Linked DNA regions of Hordeum vulgare: region 1 is linked to region 2. A link is a contact called in public Hi-C data. All regions are on one chromosome and are shown on one strand. The core of a region is the stretch at or near the end of the contact, and the rest is flanking DNA. Distances in the headings are between cores, read along the strand shown. Region 1 has its middle 11 kb from the start of LOC123441247. Region 2 has its middle 18 kb from the start of LOC123445746.

Region 1 (4,979 bases), core at 489-2,988, 360 kb before region 2:
CGGGTTGTCATCGCTGGCACTGCTGGCATGGCGGTGCTCGAGCGAGATTTCTATGGCCGTGTCCTGCACGCCACCATCATTGGACAGCCACAGAGCATGGTGACGCTGGAGGCACTAGCGGCGGCGATGGAGTCTCACTGTGTTGTCCCACGGACGACAACCAAGGTGGAGGTCACTTGCCCACCATTCCATTTTTTCGTTCAATTCGTCTCGAATGATGATTGCACTCGTGTGGTAAAAATGTAACACTAAAAAAGTGTAACCTATACAAATGTAAAAAATGTTCATCCAACACTAAAAAAGTCCAAAATATTTGAAAAGGTATGTTGCCTATTAGAAAGTCTTAACTTGGCTTAAAAAAGAGATCATCCTATTAGAAAAGTGTGTTGCCTATTAGAAAAGTCTTAACGGTAACACAGAAAGATTGAACAACGGGCCATAGCAGAATGTGCTTGTCGTGTGGATCAAATAGAATTTGTTGTTGGGGTGCTGATCAGGTGTTTGACACGAGAAAAATCAGATTTGCTTCATGAGAAAAGAAATGGAGAAGTTTTATTTCTCTCAATGCGTCGAAAAAGGAAAGGAAAATTAAGCGGACGTGTCACTGTACCATAGTACACAAAGAAATATGTTTCGGGAAACAAGTATTTCATTGATTTCTTTGAAATTACAAGATCTCATAAAAAATGTGCTCCATGTCTACTAGCGCGACCAACCTAACTATAGTAATTGCGGTGTTTTGGTTTCCAGGGCTTCGAAAGCCTCCCTGCTAATTACTCCCGCAGGTTACTCCGCGAGATACCTCTGATTAGCCGTGTAGTCAGTCATCTTTGTCGTCTTGGCTTTGCGTCTCCCTGCATGATGATAGTGGTGTGTGTGGGCGGCGGCAGAGTCTGTGTCCTCGTCGATACACACGTCGTATGTAGCATGACCTTTCCGGTGGCCGCTCCAAACCTCGCCGTAGCTGATGTACGTAGGAGTAGCATGGCTAGCGCTCGTCTTGGACTTGTCGATGACAAATAGCTTGGTCGGAATATGCAAGGGGTTATGCCTTGCGGTAGTAATTGTTTGTTGAAACTGGCATGTATTGTCGGTGTAAAAAAAATGACGCACACTCATATTGGGGTGGTTGGCGCCTCGTCTGATGAGTTAGTAGTGTCTTAATTAAAGGACGCCTAGACAAAGGATGCCGATCGAGTGTTCGCCGCCTAATTAGACAAAGGACGCCTAGACATGAGTTAGTAGTGTCTTCCATTAGACAAAGGATGCGGACGCCGCCTCATGTAGAGGTAGTAGTGTCTTAATTAAAGGGCGTACGTCTCTCCTGGGCTGTTGCAACGGGAAGGCGTGACAGTTTGATGAGGGCTAGACACGGGACACGGGACGATCGATCGAGTGTTCGCCTAGACACGGGACGTACGTCGGGGACTCCGTGGACTGGATATCGAGTTTGATGAGGGCTTGTCCGTCATGGTGGGTAGACCTCTCGACGAACGGAGCGGTCTTGGACTGCATCGTTGCGGACTCCGGTTTAGCAAAGAATCTGTACGCCATAAAGGGAAAGAGAGTATCGAGTTTTGTTTTCAGCGAGCTCGGACTTCGCGATACCTAGGGACTGCACCTCCCTATATATATACCTATAATAATAATGGCACTATTGCTTCTGATTGTATGTCACCAAAATTGCCCCATTGTTGCAAAATATTACCCCACCAATATCATATAAAATTGTGAAAAATACGCTTTGCACAGGGACATCATACCCCTTGGCCGGCCCATGCACTAGGGACATCATATACTGTGCTATAGGCCGTAGGAAAAAAGCAGTGTGCCTTTTGGGAAGGCCCATGTCTTGGTGACCTATTTTTTTTTTCATTTTTCCTAATTTAAATAATTTGAAACTTTAAACAACTGCCGAATACATACAGAAAAAACACCTGCCGAATAAATAAATTATAATTATTAAATATAAAATTACTAAATATTATTATATTTGTGGATTGAAAAGATGTTCCTGATTTTGTAAGTTTATGTAAACAATGTTCAAAATTTCGAAAGAAAATACTCACTAAATAAAACAAAATTCAAGATTTTCTACTAATTAATGTTAATGAATTGAACAAATAATGTTCATGCATTTCAAAAAATGTTCGGGAATTTCAAAAATTGTTCCACCAATTTTCAAAAAATCTTCGTCGATTCTAGAAATATTCACCAATTCATAAATTTGTGTAAAAAACGTTCATAATTATTTAAAAATGTATGCAAATAATATTACATCTTCATGAATGCAAAAACAATTCCTAATTCTAGAAAATGTTTGAATATTTTAGAAGTCTTCATGTATTTGAAAAACGTTCATGTTTTTAAATATGGTCAGGTGTTTAAAAAAATGTTCATGATTTTCCAATTTATTCATGATTTCATGAAATTGAGAATGATATTGTATCTAGGTGATGCAACAAAATATGATCATGGCCATTGGTGATCTCTAATAGAATAGTATCCATGTGTGTCTTGTCTTCCTATCGGTACTCGATATCTAACTATTTCAATTGAGGGTGATAGTCTATATCGGTGAAGCGGTAAAATGTGGCTATTTCATGAAAAAAATCCGCTGCATCACACATGTTCTGCATAGGAAATAAGAAACTACACATTGGGCAATAAGAAACTACACATTGGGCAATTCCAAAGCCCGTGGGAAGTAGTAGATCGCACTGATACTTGTCAGAGTCCGTGAATGCAACACATACTAAATATGCTAAGTCCAGATTATCATTCTTTGAGAGCCTTGGACTTATCTAAATTCTTTCCCGACATAAAAAACTTTGATATTAACTACATATCTTCCATTTAAATGTCCCTCTACATGTACTCCTATGTTCCAAAGATCGCTTCCTACTATCTTCGTCAATTTTCCAATACTATGTTTCGTCGGAAATTTCTACAAATATAAATCTCTTGCAAGGAGTACTATGTTTTTTTGTCCATGGTCTAATTGGGCAAACTTGGTTACAAACGTAATCTTGTTAGATTTGATCATCTCAATGGCACGCCATTGCAATCCCGTGTTTTACCTATTCATATTATAAGAATCAAAGAGGAATATATATATGAGATGCAAAAGAATGTAAACATGTCATTGCAGGGATGTATGGTTGTTCCGGTAAATCTAAACTCCACATTGTAAGAAAACATTTCAAATGCAAAAAGGACATACTCTTGTTACAGATAGACCTATCTCGTATCCCTGGGTTTAATATCCTCAAGCTGTTTGATCTTCTGATAGCACAGAGTTCTCCCTAGTCCTCCAAATCATTACGCTCTTCGTCTTGACCTGCTGCCACTGTGTCGGCGGCATGCCCTTGGATATCTCTGATAGAAGTGTATCTATGTGCGTCTCATCTCCGTATCGGTACTCTATGTCTATCGACTTCAATTTTTCACACCAAGAAACAATTGGTGCTGAACCACGGAGTTTAGAAGATGCCATCTTCTTCCTTTTCTTCGGGGTGGTAGGAGAGATAAACTATTGTTTCACGCATGAGGTTAATCGGTTAGAGAGGTAATAAGTCAAAAATATTGTACATTAGCTGGATAGAAAGTAGACCAAAAAGTTATACATGTGAGTTCAATTAACTAGAGAGGCAGTAACCAAAAATTAGATGGGTTTCAAAATTTGTATATTGCAGGATCAGATTGGGGCACGATAATTGATTGCGATTAACAAGATCAAGGATACAGTCAGCATGTAAATAAAGGAAGTACTAAAGTATGACTGCTTGACAATTAGTTATTACTACGGTACGTACCGTGCATAGGTGTAACCTAAGCTTTTCCATGTTAGGTGCGTTTCCTAAGGATGCTTTTCAACGCCTGGAACTTGAGACCAAGATCACAATTTTCCATGAGCAAGCTTCTCAAACCATAGAGTAGCGGGAATTCCTGGGATTCCTGGTCTAGCAATGCCTGAAACACACAAAAATGTGTATACAATAAGATGGAAGATGCTTCCTGGATCCTGGTACCACATGATCATGCATGCTAGTTATAACTTAAACAACATATATAATATGATCATGCGTATGTACCGTGGTCGTGAACCCCTGAAGATGTAAATCTACAGCATTGGAAAAAAGTGGCAAGAAGGCCGGCATGGTTCTCAGAAACTCAAGCTTCCGTTTCTCTCGAGCTCGGCGGTTCTGGTCCCTATCCACCCCTATGTTGGTGAGCCGGACCGATGCCTTCACGAGTGCGGTTAGCACCGGTTGGGTTGCAGCTGCTCCAGAGACGAAGTTGTGCTCCTCACTGCACGGGATGTCTAAACGAAGGGAGGCGAGGCGCGGAGTCGTGAGCTTGAGGGGGGCCGCCATGGCCATGCCGCCTAGGGGATCAATGACGGCCAGGCTCTTGAGCGTGGGCGAGTCTATGGTGTGCATGTACATGTCACACCTTTCGACATGGAGCTCCTCGAGCACGGGGCAATAGGCGCCGAGACCCTCCATGAAGCCCAGCATGATATCGACTCTGACGAGGCACAGCGTCGTCAGGCGGCGGGTGTAGCCGGCAGCGCATGAACCCTTGACAGACATGTCCGGCTTAGTGTAACGGCCCAAGGTCGGCGTCGGCCAGTGGCAAGGTTCCCAATAGATTCTGGAGCCGTCCTGAGCGGCATGGATTTGCACGGCGGCCGGGGCGTGCCGGAGGCCTCGGCGGATCCACCTGCTGGCGGTGTCGTTGTTGCAGCGGGCGGTGAGCAGGTGCAGGCGGAAGGCGTCGAGCTGCATCCCCGGGGGAATCGAGGTAAGTACGTGGTCAGCAAAGTCCTCCAGGACCTCCCACTGTTGGTGGATGAACTCCCGTTCGTCGATGTCGGCGCAGGGCACGTTGCGCCAGAGATGCCTCCACCGCCGCGATAGCACGCTGGTCTGCATGGCCTGCCGTGACCCGACAAAGGAGAGTATCTGTTGCAGGAG
Region 2 (5,470 bases), core at 1,343-3,842:
GTACATATATTTACTACTCCCTCCGTTCCTAAATATAAGTCTTTTAAGATATTTCACTAGTAGTCTACATACGAAACAAAATGGGTGAATCTACACTCTAAAGTATGTCTATATACATCCGTATATAGTCCAGTAATGAAACTTTTTAAAGACTTGTATTTAAGAACGGAGGGAGTACTACACGATGGTCTCGATCGAGCATGCATGCATGTAGCCACGACACGATGCATGTACTACCTCCATCCCGGTTTATTAGGCCTCCTTCATTTTGCGCCAAAGTTTGATCATGGATTTAAATTTATAAAATATGAATTCTTTCTTATAATGATATACCATGAAAAACCTCTTTCAAATACAAATCGATCAATATACTTTTTGTAGCAACATGTTCTATATTATTTAGTCAAATACGTGGTCAAAGTTGGATCCAAAATATAAGGGGGCCTAATAAACCCGGACGGAGGGGGTAGCACAGTAGCTAGTCCGTCTGAGCGCGTGACTACCTGCTGGTTGGTATCGATGCGTGCCCGCCGTGTATCGGGGTCATGGGCTATTGAAATCGTGACCGGAGCACAAAACAGTGTGCTATAGCCTACGAAAATGGCCATAAATGGCTGAAATCATGAGTTTTGAAGACGTCCAAATAGCTGTGTCCCGGGGTCACGGGCCATCGGAATCGTGGCCGGAGCACAAAACAATGTGCTATAGCCCACGAAAATGGCCATAAATGGCTGAAACGATGAGTTTTGACGACGTCCAAATAGCAGTGTACCGGGGTCACGGGACATCGAAATCGTGCCCGGGTCCCAAAACAGTCTGCTATGGCCCACGAAAATTGTCATAAATGGTCGAAACAACGAGTTTTGACGACCACGAAATAGCCGTGTACCGGGGATCATGGGCAATCGAAATCGTCCCCGGGCCCGAAAACACATCAAAATCGTGTCCGGGTCACAAAACAGTGTGCTATGGCCCACGAAAATTGTTAGAAATGATTAAAACAACGAGTTTTGATGACGACAAAATAGTTGTGTACCGGTGGTCATGGGTAATCGAAATCGTCCCCGGGCCCGAAAACACTGTGAGCCAACGAAAATGGCAGCATTGGCCGAAACGACGAGTTTTGACGACTTCCAAAAAGCCATATACCGGGGGTCACGGGCCATCGAAATCGTCATCGGGCCCAAAAACAGTGTGCTATAGTCCACAAAAAAGCCAAGAAATGGCCGAAACGATGAGTTAATGTGATGTGCTTAATATATTTTTGTGATGATATGCTTATAATATAGTAATTTGATATGCTTTAGTAATGTGATATATTGATGTGATGATATGCTTAGTGTAGTAATTCGATAATATGCTTAGTGTGTAGAATGTGATGATATGATTATAATATAGTAATTTGATATGCTTTAGTAATGTGATATATTGATGTGATGACATGCTTAGTGTAGTAATTCGATTATATGCTTAGTGTGTAGAATGTGATGATATGATTAGTGTAGTAATTAATGTGCTAATATCCTTATAGTATAGTAATGTGATATGCTTACTATATTAATGTGGAAGAACACATACACAGAGAGCATTTCCGGCACACGCACTTCTGACTTTTCTGTATTCCTTCATCTAAAATGACACAATGCAAATACAAGGGCTTAAGTAGCCAGTGTTACGCAGCACATAACCACTTAACCCATTAACCCACTACCTTGCATGCAACCATACAGGCACGCACACTTGTGCATGCTACACACAAACGGCTTGATCCTATTATTACCCCACTGGCTAGCTAGCTTTACATGTAGACGTTTGAATCACTTCCAAGTCGGTGTGGTGACTATTAGGCCCTGTTTGGAACCACCCACATTATATAATTCAGTTTTTATAATCTATTCTGTCTTCAAAATAGGATAGATTATAGTGTAGATTATAAAAACTAGATGAACAGATTATTAAAAACTTATAATCTACTCTACACCAGCTAAAATCAGATTATGGATTGCTAATGACCCATGACCCTTGTAAAGTTGGAGATAATTACATTCCTACCACCGTCAGTCTCCTCTTTTAAAAAAACAGAGGACAGACGGGTCATTATGCAATGTAAAACTTGAATTACAGTTTATATAATCTGACCTCCAAACATGTTCACCTAGATTATTTTTATAAACCAGATTATGTAATCTATCTTTATAATCCAAATTATCATAATCCATTATGGTTCCAAACAGGGCCTAACTAGAAGATCATTGCGCATGCCACAACTACAACGCCCGCTTCTTTCTCCATGTGAATCTACAACACGACTTGGTGGCTCGGATTCTATGGAACGCTATACATACCGCTAACAAACACTATGACTACCAAATACGAACGCATGACTGATAAGCATGATCTAATAATCTAAATGTAGCACTATAACAAGATTAGTTCCAACAGGTACTTGGTGTCACCCCACTATGGGAACGCCACAACGAAAAGCCCTGACATGATAACCTTTGGCGTTGCGTGCTAGCCAAAGTGTGTGAGGAAGCATGCCTTGGAATGGTGCATGATTACCAGGTCACGTGGTCTCCACAATGCCATCATGCCTCGCCCGTTAATAGAGTCAAGGTACCAGTCCAGAACAGAGTCGGATCCATAACGGTGCCATCTGTGCAGCCCGCACATGGCCCATGATTATGGGGCCCCAAAAAAATAGATATGCCTAGTATTAAAAAAACTGGACCGGTGGACAGTCCTTCGCTAGTGTTGGGCCCAAGCATCGTATTGCAGTAAAAAAACTCACATACGTCAGAATCAAGAAATCAACAAACCATCAAAAAAGATATGTCCATCTACAGGGTGACGGGGCATTCATCGGCAAAACTGTACTAGAAATCAATATTAAGAAAATATAAGTGATATAGGTAAATTTGGTAAGATGAGAACTTGTAGTAGAAATCAATAGTTAGAAAGTATAGGAGATATACACATTCAAAGGCAAAAAACATTAATTTTTCCTTCAACTCCCATGTAGGCCGATATGCATGAGTATAATATGTTCAATATGCAAAAATAAACAATGCGTATGGGCCTACGTACAACTCTTTTAATAGTAGAGATATAGGTGATTTGATAAGATAAGAAAACACATGTGATTTGATAAGATACAAAAAAGATGTTTATATTTGTTGTATTAATAAACTTGTGACTGTCATATAATAGTACACATAATGATAATAATAATAAATGGCATAATTCTCACAATGAGCGATTTGTTATTGAGGAATGTTTCATATTTTTGGAATGATATTAAGAAAAATCTTGTGGCTGTCATTTATTTAGATTATCTCACATATATGGTTCAATTTCAGAATTATTCACTATTATTTTTGCAAATGTATTCAAACACGAGCCCCCCCCCCCTTTTAATGGGATCTGGTTTTTATGGGCGGGAGAAAAATCCAGTGGGGTGGCATGTTGGGAGATGAGGAGAAAATAAACGAATGCAAGGGGATGATAGGTGAGAAAAAAAATTAAAGGTGAGGGGAAAATAAAGCTGGATATCGTGCTACCGACTCTTCTTTTAGAGTAGAAATAAGAGTACAAATTGATCAACGATAAGTCGATAACTGATTTCCACCTATATCTATACCTATATAAAAAGAACCAAGGGGCACATTCAATTAATCCCGGGCATCAAAACATGTCAATCAATTAATACATGCCAAATAATTAATGTTTGTGTTAATCTGACAAATGATAAACATTAATTTGCATAATATCAATGTGCATTACATGTACTTATTTACTAGTATTACTACAAGTCTAAGGGAGACGAACATGAAGGAACATCCATCTTTCGGGAATTAACGAGGGAACACTGGCGACCTTTGCAAAAAGCCACAATCTGCGGTTAGAGATTAGACAAATGTTAATCTACATTAATAAACGCAATTAATTCTGACCAAGATGCAACATTTTGATTCACTTATCCTTCTCGGACAATAATGCAAGGCCAAGAGGACAAGAGTTCCACTACTTGTATAAATATCACTCAATCATCATGTTCTCCTCCTCACACTCCCATCGCATCCAACGACTTCATTCGATCGAGCAACTGGTCATGGCGTTCAACAGCGCTCATTTGCTTGCTGCCTTCTCCTTGGCCCTGCTCCTCATTTCCTCCGGTAAGTTAAGATGGTTGTACTGAAATTCCATATTGTAAATTAGGATCATGGAAACACTTTACTAACATGATTTTTCGGGTGCATTTGGAAATTGTGTGGTTCAGGTGCTGATCTGAGACCATGCCAACGTATTGATATTGGTGAATGCACCCAACATAAATGCATTCTAGCCTGCATCAAATTGAACTACCCTGGGGCTATCTGCGATAACCATCAGGCAACCAGCCAAGACATGGGAGCAGACGACTATTCCTTGTACGGGTCGTGTGTGTGTTGTTAAATTTTACGGGCTTCATCTTATTATGATTATAGACCTCACCCAGTACGTAAGATAATAAAAATTCAACGACTCTTTTGGCTAGAATTATATGTGCTCCCTGGAATTCTTAATTATTTCTTTGTGTTACTGGATACCAAAGAGCGAGTCGTTGGGGCTCTCGGAATACATTGTCTCCATTGCATACATGTGAATAGGCTAGCAGGTTTTTTCGCCGATGGTCACGGGTAGGGATTGTATGTGAAGTACTTCCTCCGTTTCTAAATATAAGTCTTTAAAGAGATTTTATTAGTAGACTACATACAGATGTATATAGATATATTTTAGAGTGTAGATTCACTCATTTTGCTTCGTATGTAGACTCCTAGTGAAATATCTTAAAAGACTTATATTTAGAAACGAAGGAAGTATATGCATACATGTGAATATGGCCCAGTGCAAGACGCACCTCCCTACGTACTCGCCGCAAGCGTGATGCGTGTAGTAGACTCCGCATCAGGCGAGTCGGCGGCCTCCTTCCATGCGTTTGCGTTGAGTTGTGGAGACTCACCTGGCCGAGACGTGCTTTCGCACGTAGGGCTCTGTCGTTAAGATTGAGCTGGCTGTGTCGTAAGATTGACAGTGCGGATATATATGGTGACGGAGCCGCTGCCTAGGGCGTGAGAAGCATTTCCTTTGTAGCTATAGTGTTACATTGTCCCAAAGGCTGCCTCACTCGTGGCTTATTTCTGCCGCTGCTACCGTATATATCTACAATCATCTAATGAAATAGAGAATGGATACATTCCAACACGTTATCAGTCTCGTGCGCGCCTCTCGCCCTTGCCGCCGAACTGTGTTGTGGCCAGTAACGCCAGGCCGTGGCCGCGGCCGCCCGCGTAATGGCGGCAGCGTCAGGACATGGTCGCATCCCGCATCCGTGCCAGCTAGCATCCTCGTCGTGGCACCGCTCCGCCCGCAGTTGATGACACGGGTGTGACCACCTCCCCCTGCCCGTGGCAGTCCGGCCTCGGCATCA

The links. Hi-C and Micro-C count contacts between places; a contact is called where the count stands out from the background.
Region 1: a contact with region 2 is called in a Hi-C map of seedling, with 3 times the contacts expected there. The contact joins two enhancer-like sites. A contact is called at or near these places in 2 of 6 Hi-C or Micro-C datasets (leaf and seedling).

Annotation. Positions count from the first base shown.
Region 1 is chr3H:619,870,905-619,875,883 of MorexV3_pseudomolecules_assembly, reverse strand. No RefSeq gene overlaps it. Among protein-coding and RNA genes, the nearest start is that of LOC123441247, 11 kb to the right of the region's middle. Within about 2 kb of position 1,738, at least 1 of the 3 cell types and tissues checked has open chromatin away from gene starts, as enhancers often do. A contact at or near this core is called in seedling, where this site is marked.
Region 2 is chr3H:619,515,408-619,520,877 of MorexV3_pseudomolecules_assembly, reverse strand. No RefSeq gene overlaps it. Among protein-coding and RNA genes, the nearest start is that of LOC123445746, 18 kb to the left of the region's middle. Within about 2 kb of position 2,592, at least 2 of the 3 cell types and tissues checked have open chromatin away from gene starts, as enhancers often do. A contact at or near this core is called in seedling, where this site is marked.